Regions from separate parts of the Sus scrofa genome. Here region 1 is linked to region 2. The links are chromatin contacts, called in public Hi-C maps. All regions are on one chromosome and are shown on one strand. The core of a region is the stretch at or near the end of the contact, and the rest is flanking DNA. Distances in the headings are between cores, read along the strand shown.

Evidence for each region. Hi-C and Micro-C count contacts between places; a contact is called where the count stands out from the background.
Region 1: a Hi-C map of liver shows a contact between it and region 2, with 2.7 times the contacts expected there. The contact joins the enhancer-like site here to the promoter of A1CF in region 2. A contact is called at or near these places in 1 of 5 promoter capture datasets (liver) and 9 of 47 Hi-C or Micro-C datasets (brain, embryonic fibroblasts, heart right ventricle and 2 more).

Annotation. Positions count from the first base shown.
Region 1 is chr14:98,993,625-98,997,916 of Sscrofa11.1, forward strand. No RefSeq gene overlaps it. Among named protein-coding and RNA genes, the nearest start is that of A1CF, 87 kb to the left of the region's middle. Within about 2 kb of position 2,692, at least 9 of the 83 cell types and tissues checked have an H3K27ac peak or open chromatin away from gene starts, as enhancers often do. A contact at or near this core is called in liver, where this site is marked.
Region 2 is chr14:98,905,646-98,910,223 of Sscrofa11.1, forward strand. A1CF (APOBEC1 complementation factor) reads left to right here and starts at 2,940. Exons shown (of 13, transcript XM_021072461.1): 1 at 2,940-3,059.

The sequences.
Region 1 (4,292 bases), core at 1,442-3,941, 88 kb after region 2:
TCTACTCTAGCATTGAAGGTACCCTACACACAGAACCAATCGTTCTTTCTAACCCCATGCTGCCTTGCAGAGTCACTCAGAACACAAGCTCTGGAGCCAGTCAGAACTAAGTCTGCTCTGCCACTTACTAACAGTTGGGAATTTGGAGAAATGGCTTAAACTACCTGATTCTGTTCCTTCATCCATTAGTGAGAAACTGTGATGTCCCCCTCCTATGGTTACTATGAGAATTGAGATTATGTACATAAGAGTACATGGTAAGAATCAATAAAGCTACCAAAGTTTAATCAAAAAGAAATAGATAACTGGAATAACCCAGTAGCTATTAAAAACTTGCACACAAAGAAACTCCACGTCCAGATGGCTTCACTGTAGAATGTCGCCAGACATTTAAGGAAGAAATAATACCAGTTCAATTTACATTATTTTAATTTGTAATAATTTATACAAACTACTCCATAAAATTGAAAAGAAGGTGACATTTCCCTGCTTATTCTTTGAGGCCATCCTTGCCCCAATACTAGCATCAGAAAAAGAACGTTTAAAAGAAAACCTTATAGTCATAACAATGCTCAGCCCACTAAGAATTAAAGAGAACTTCCTTAAATTGATGGAGGGTATCTTCAAAAGTTAAATACATACCTATTATATGATCCAGTCATTCTATTCCTGGGTACTGATCCAAGAGAAACAAAGTACATATGCATACAAAGATCTGTACATGAATGTTCATAGAAGATTTATTTGTAACAGTCAATAACCAGAAAAAGCCCAAACATTAATGAATGAATGGATTAAACACATTGTGGTACATTCATACAAGGAATGGTTGCACAGCAGGAAATAGGGTGAACAACTGACACATGCTACAACAAGGATGAATCGCAAAATAAGTACAGTAAGTAAAAGAGACAAAAGAGATTCATTTACATAAAACTCCACAATGTGCAAACTCTCATGCAGTGAGAAGAAGCAAGTCAGGTGTTGCCTGGGGGAGGAGCAGGAGAGATGGATTGCCCAACAGCAGCTCAGCTGGAAACTTCAGAGGGTGGTGGATCCAATGCAGTGATGACTTTGTGAGTATATATAGCAACATGTATCATATTGTACAATTTTTTATGTGTAGCTTATTATATGTAAATAAGACATCAATAAAAAATTATTAAATACTAAAAGCAAGCAGGGTAATTAAAGAAATCAGAAAGATGAGGATTTTGATGATCTGTCTGGGTCCAAAAAAGCATGTGACAGAAGGAAAAAAGTACTGGTACAGCTACATTGCTGTGTAAACATCAAGTACTCTGTCACCCTTGGGCTCCCATTTCTGGTTCTGTGATGTGCACATGGTTGGACTTGATGCTCTTCAACATTTCTTCCACTTCTAACAGGCTATGCTACTATTTTTCTTTTTTTTTTTTTTTGTTTTCTTAGGGCCTCACCTGCGTCATATGGAGGTTCTCGGGCTAGGGGTTGAATCAGAGCTTTAGCCGCTGGCCTATACCACAGCCACAGCAACACTGAATCCGAGCTGCATCTGTGACCTACACCACAGCTCATGGCAACATCAGATTCTTAACCCACTGAGAGAGGCCAGGGATCGAACCTGTGTCCTCATGGATGCTAGTCAGATTCGTTTCCTCTGAGCTGCAATGGGAACTCCTATGCGATTATTTTTGATCTCTAACATCCAGGTTTTTCAAAGTAGACTTGGCCAGTGAGCTTCCTTAAAAACCTTCAAGATCCTTACCAACTGAAAAGATAGGCATGCTCACCCTTTCGGTCCCAGGACGGGACCACACCGGCTCCAAACTGCGAAGGATCTCAGAACAAGTGCCCGAGACAGTAAAAAAAATATTCAAGGGAAACCTGATTTATTCTTATCTTGGTATCTCCTGCAGGCCTGCAATCCTGCTGATATCAACCCAGAAGTAATCTTCTGCTGTTTCAGTGAGAACACAACCAGGGAAATCTAAATTTGAGAGATAATTACCCTCTCTGATCTGGTTTTTCCAAAGGTGGTGAATAGCATGTGAGCAATATTAGTTTATATCCTCCATCTGGTAGTTACAAAAATTTAAACTCCCACGTGTGTGCATGTTTGTGTGTGTGTGTGTGGTTACATTATAACTTATTAGTACTCAGGGTGAGCTCTCTTGGCTTGCTTTTTCTGATAAGAGCTGGGATAAATCATGACCCTTGGCTTGTCTTCCCGATTTCCTGTTAGAGGTTGTGGACTTTATTGTTAGCCTAATGTGTCTCTGCTAAGTGCTTTGGGAAACATGTTCCAGTGTCCGACCACAGTCTCAATAACCACCACCCCCCAAGCAAATTCTCAAGATAAAACATTCATGAGTTAAAACTCTGACTCTAGGGCTGTTGTGGAAGTCAAAATATTCAAGGCTTGCAATTGAACAGAGTTTAGGAGAGAGTTGGAGCCAGATAAGTGTTCTTCGCATCTGTTTCTGTAAAGTAGAAATTTCCTAAAGGGCCATTATCTTGATGTGTCTCTAGCATACTTGGCTCAATGACAGGGACCAAGCAGGGAGTCAAGTGACCCAAGTTCTAGACCCAGATTTGCTGCCAACTTCACCTGTGTCCTTGGTCAAACAGGTAAGGTGTCTGGGTGGTCAGTTGCCTCTATAAAAGGAGACCAGGCGTTCTCCACTCCATTGTCCTGAGTGCCAGGTGGGCATCCTGCTGAGTGAAGGGCCCAAGCAGGACTCTAGAGGGGCACACACTCCACCCTCTGCCTGAATGCATTCAAATTCCATTAAAATGAAACAAAAGAAAACGTGCTCCAAACAAACTTGGCTGTGGCCTGCAGTTTTCAGACTCTGGCTCTAACTCTGAGTCAAAGATCATTAACATCCACTTCGGCTCTAAAAGCCGAAGACTGTCCAAGCCAAAGTGCACTGGGCAAGGTGTATGTGGTAGCTTAGATCAAGTGTGACATCCAGTGGCCTATTGGGCTAATAACACTTGAAGACTTTCAAATAGCCTGGGGAATTGTATGACCTCTTAGGCACTTGATTTTGCTGAAAAGAATGCAATTGAAGAAAGGGAAGAGGCACTAACAAGCATTCTTCCCTGGGTTCCAGGCACCACACTCCACAGTGAGACCAATATTATTATCCACCAAAATGGAAAAGAAACAGAAGGAGGCATAGACCTTAAACAACTTGCCCAAGTAACGTGCCAAGCTTGCAAGTGAGCAATTGTAAATACAGTCCAACTCCTGCATCCATAATGCATCTATCATTCTGGGACTTTAGAGAAAACATTTTCAAAACAATTGTTTTTCCACGTTTTAGGGCTGGACCCACAGCATATGGAAGTTCCCAGGCTAGGGGTCTAATCAGATCCACAGCTGCTGGCGTACACAACCTCCACAGCAACACAGGATCCAAGCCATGTCTGCAACCTATGCCACAGCTTGAGGAGGCACCAGATCCTTAACCCACTGAATGAGGCCAGGACTGAACCCGCATCCTCATGGATACTAGCCATGTTTGCAGCCTGCTGAGCCACAATTGGGACTCCCTTCTCTCTTTTTTCAATGTGGAAATTAGAGGAAAGTTAAGTGATGCCAAAAAGCTAGCTAGTAACTAGGGAAAGGGCTAAGGCCAAAGCCCGTCTTAGAGAAGAGCACCAATTAATTTTTCCATTATTAATTACCCATAACAGAAACAACTTTTACCTCCATTAGAGCCTCTGAAATACAAACCATGACAATAAAGACCCTTTGCTTTCCTTTGGAGAAAAGCCCAACAATGACCATTGGAAGATTAGAAACGAGCTTTCTAACTGCTTATATGAGGAGCTGGGAGCAGAAAGGCAATAAAAGAACAACTAATAATAATTTTTAGGAGTTCCTATAGTGGCTCAGCGGTTAACAAACTGGATTAGGAGCCATGAGGATGTGGATTCGCTCCTTGGCCTTGCTCAGTGGGTCACGGATCTGGTGTTGCTGTGAGCTAGGGTGTAGATCGCAGCCGCAGCTCAGATCTGGCATTGCTGTGGCTGCAGTGTAGGCCATCAGTGTAGCTCCAACTGTACCCCTAACCTGGGAACCTCCATATGCCACAGGTGTGGCCCTAAAAAGCAAAATAATAATTTTTAAAAACTTGAACATGTAGTTGGTACCATTAATCAGGGTCAAAAAGTCTGACACACTTTAAACTCCAAAGGTCTCACTCTATGTGATCTGGCATAATAATTAATGTCCATAATGATGATTCTGCATCATTAAGATCAACTAAATTATTCTTAGAGTCCTATGTTTAATCAAGTAA
Region 2 (4,578 bases), core at 1,690-4,189:
AGTTCCCATTGTGGCTCAGTGGGTTAAGAACCTGCCATAGTGTCCGTGAGGATGTGGTTTCAATTTCTGGTCTTACTCAGTGGCTTAAGGATCTGGCATTGCCACAAGCTGAGGCATAGGTCACAGATGCAGCTTAGATCCGGTGTAGCGTTGGCTGTGGTTTAGACTGCAGCTGTAGCTCTGATTCTGCCTCTAGTCTGGGAAATTACCATATGTCACAGGTATGGCCATAAAAAGACAAAAAATAAAAATAAAAATAAGCAAACTTGTGTATTTGTTTATACAGTATAATAGTTTATTTGATTATTGCTTTGTTTTTCCCAGGATTATGAGGCCCCAGGTGTATTTTTACAAAGTAAAAGCAAGACCTGCCATTCTAGATACAATTATTTCCCTTGATTAGACTGATGATATCAAGGTCATGAATTTGATCTCATTCCGAATTGGTTTCTCTTTGGTTTCGGATGGTTCCTCTTTGTCCCAAGGCCACAAATTACCCACTAAGTAGCCTTAGGAAAGAGAGGCTGCTCCTCTATTTCTCTTTGTATTGCTGACCAACAGATCCCTATCATCGCAACAATGTAGCTTAGAAAATAAAAAGGAAAAAATTTCCAGTAATATCTCAATTATACCACCAAAATCATTACTGCCTTTGGCTCTTAGGAGTCATATATAAATTGTTTTACCTGAATTGGCAGATTTCAGGGCTATTTTAACTTATTCCCAAGTATTTTGTGTTAACATAATTATAATTCTACCCTGCTGAATGTCAAGACCCCTCAAAGCGAAAAACAGGGAGTTTCCCATTATGGCTCAGTGGAAACAAATCTGACTAGCATCCATTAAGATGCAGGTTCAATCCCTAGCCTCGATCAGTGGGTTGAGGATCCGGCATTGCCGTGAGGTGTGGTGTAGGCCAGCAGCTACAGCTCCAATTTGATCCCTAGCCTGGGAACCTTCACATGCCTCAGCTGCATCTGTGCCCCTGATTTAAAAAAAAAAGGCAAAAGGGGGGGGGCGAATAATTTTTTTTATAATAACTAGTTAATATAATGCTTTCTTTAACTGTCATGTTTTGCTGTTCCACTAGATACCTAAAAACCTGGACTTTCTTTTCTTTGTCTCTACTTCTCACCATCCAGGCACCTACCATACGTAACAACCAATAAAATCCTCCCAGGACCTGACAGTCTTATAATATGCAACAGCTCTCTGCAGGACCAAGTGAACTCAAGCTAAGAATTCCCCACACACTTGTGAACTATGTTAGCACAGACTGAGTTTTCACTAAGAAAACCAAGAATACTGCCTGGAGAGGGGGAACCACTCAAGGCCATGGTAGGGGGATGCGTATTTCATACAGCTGTCCAGCTGGCAGGGGCACAGATGCTTCCCTTTAGGTCTCACTCCAGAGGCAAAACTCCAGTGCAAAACAGTTGTTCTGGGAGTGTCTTTGTGAAATCTGGTCAGGCACTGCTTTGGGAAGAGTTTAGGTAAATCAAGGCTTCCTTATATTTGAGAACTGCAAACTGTGGGCAGAACTAGCATTCAGACAACATGTTTGATATTCCTGGATATGCTCAACTGACTTATCTCCCTCTATGTCCATATTATGGAACAATTTTTTGTTTTTTTTAAAAAAAAGCACAGAAGAGTTCCCTGGTGGCTCAGTGGGCTAAGGATCCAGCATTGCAACCGCTGTGGTGCAGGTTTGATCCCTGGCCTAGGAACTTCTGCATACTGTGGGTGTGGCAAAAAAAAAAAAAAAAAAAAAGCACAGAATGAACAAGTACTTCTCTTAAGAGTTGGTTCCTACAAAATTAGATTCCCTTAATAGAACTGAAGCTATGTAAGTGTCCTCAAATTTCAGTGTGGGGGCCTGTAGTATATAAACCCTTACAATTTACAATTAGGAGGGTTTTAGGTTATTTATTTATTTATTTATTTTTTGTCTTTTTAGGGCCACACCCATGGCAGATGGAGGTTCCCAGGCGAGGGGTCTAATCAGAGCTATAGCCACTGGCCTACACCACAGCCACAGCAATGCCAAATCCAAGCCATGTCTGTGACCTACACCACAGCTCACAGCAATGTCGGATCCTTAAACCACTGAGCGAGGTGAGGGATTGAACCTGTATCCTCCTGGATACCAGTCAGATTGACTTCTGCTGAGCCACAATGGGAACTCACTTTTTTTTTTTTTTTTTTTTTTTTTGAAGTGAGCTTTTTTGAGCCTTAGATATTTCCTTTGTAGACTGGACAATTGTCTGACTGCATCAGACAATTTAGAACATAAGTTCCTATCTTGGATAATAACATTTCTCTATTCTTCAAGAAACACAGCTGCCACTGAAACTTCAAGTAATGAACAATAGCCTCAGCTCTCATACAACCTCAGTACATAGCTGATGATGATGTTTTCACAGTGATGACTCCCTCTTAAAATCTGAAAGAGCAGCTGGTAATTCAAAAAAAGGCTGCTTTCCCCAAGCTGATCTGACCCTATTTACTTGGTTATATAAATGCTTTGTGTGTTTTATTTTTGTATGCCAGCTTTTATCTACATACTTGACCTGAAACTCCACACTTTATTCCATGTAATACAGAGATAAAAGAAGTGTGAAAAAAGGGAGAAAACACTCATAAGTACCCCTAGGCTTAATATCATTTTGGCCTAGCAGAAAACAAGGGAGCATAAAGAAAAGCTTAGTTACTCAAGTAACAGTGGGTTCTACTTTTTAAATATATGCCATTTAAGACAGCATCAAAATGCTTTTCACATCAATGATTTTTAATGCAAAACAATATTGTAAACCAATGACAACAGTAGTTTTGTAGATTCTGCTTGGGTTTTCGTGACCCAACTGTCTGGTCAAAGGGCTGCATGGATGCAAGAGACAGGGTGAGTTAAAGTTTAACTCCCAGGAATTGTAAACCAAACCTAAAGCCGCTGAACCTTTGGAGTTTGATATGATGATTAGAGCATAACCAGAGTGACACGTTGAATTCGCCATAATCAAGGAAACCTTTTCCGGGTGGGGATCCCTGAAATCACTCAGGTATGGTCTGCGTGTTTCCTTTTTCTATTTCAACTCTGTGCAGTGTGGATCAGTGGGAATGCAAAGAAAAAAGCTTTTACCTTCTCCCACTCTAGAGCTGAACTCAGGGACTTTGCTAGTTTGTTTTTATACAAACAGAGAAACCTGAAAACAAAAGAAAATATTAGAATGATGATATAATCTCAAAACGAGACGGCAGCCATATTTTGCTTTTTGATTTCATCAATTTCTGAGGCTAAAAAAAAAAAAAATGTACATTTACCACTTCAGGTTCAAAAGCAAGGTTAATGTTTCTAAGAAATGTATTTAGCAATAGCCAGGCAGCAGGGAGAGTTGTGGTTGACTGCCTGTCCTGGTCCTAGGATCCCAGGAAACGCAAAAAAAAAAAAAAAAACAAAACTGTAATTAACAAGAGACATAGCATTAACATCACTGACAGATTCTGAATTCTCTGTGTGGGTCATAATTTCTATCATACTTTAGACTTTTTATATTTAATTATCCCCTTCCCTCTCCTCCTTTATCCTATACTACCACCAAAAACACAAAAAAAGAAAACGAAAAAATACCTTGGTGAATTCTTGCTAAGCTCCTCTGCCATTATTACACTAACAAAAGGAATGCCCTGGTTCACTCACTTATCATTCTAGCAAAAAACAAAACAAAAAAAGTCATGAAAAGTGATTGGCTTTGAGTATATTAAATCTCAACCTGGCTAATTATTAGAACTTTTCCTATCAGGATGGTTTGGGAGAATGTGGTGCAGTGGCTATATTTCACGCAATCACTTTGTTTACTCCAAAAGGATTATCAGAATATGATAGTATTTTATGTTAAAAAAAAAAAAGAAACCTATTACGGCCCTTATCAGGAATATTCCATGCCTCTCAGAAATCTCTTAAATACTGATTGAAATACTTTTGTTCTATGATTACCAAAGTTAAGTTCCAAGGGGAATGGGTTCCAAGTCCAAGAAGTTTCTTTCCTATAGGACTTTTCAAATCTATATTTTGTATCTTCAAGATGATGATGAACAGCCCTATTTGTGCATTATGCAGGATGGATGTTTTGCAAAATGTGCATTGGCAAATTTAACTCTAGTTATAATTTAGGAGCATCAAAGATGTGCTCATCTGGTCTGCAACATTCTTTAATAATAGGTACTGAGATGCATATAATAGGAGCATAGTTCTGGAGATAAAAGTGAAATCACTTTCCAAAGTGCTGAAGCTTTTCTCTGCTAAATACAGGTAATAAATGAATAACTTACAGGGTAATTTTTAAGGGTCATATTTTCTGGAAGAGTGTGGATATTGCCCATTTGAGACAATTCTCACATTTTACTGCTGTGTTTTATTACTGTTTACTGATTTATTATTTATCAAGTATAAGAGAAGGGGAAAGATCATTGTCAAGAAAAGAAATTAGTTGTTATGGGCAAATATAAAATTACATAATGGATATGAAAACAATGAGTATTTAGTTATTATTTGCAACTGAGCTAACACCAAGTTGGTCT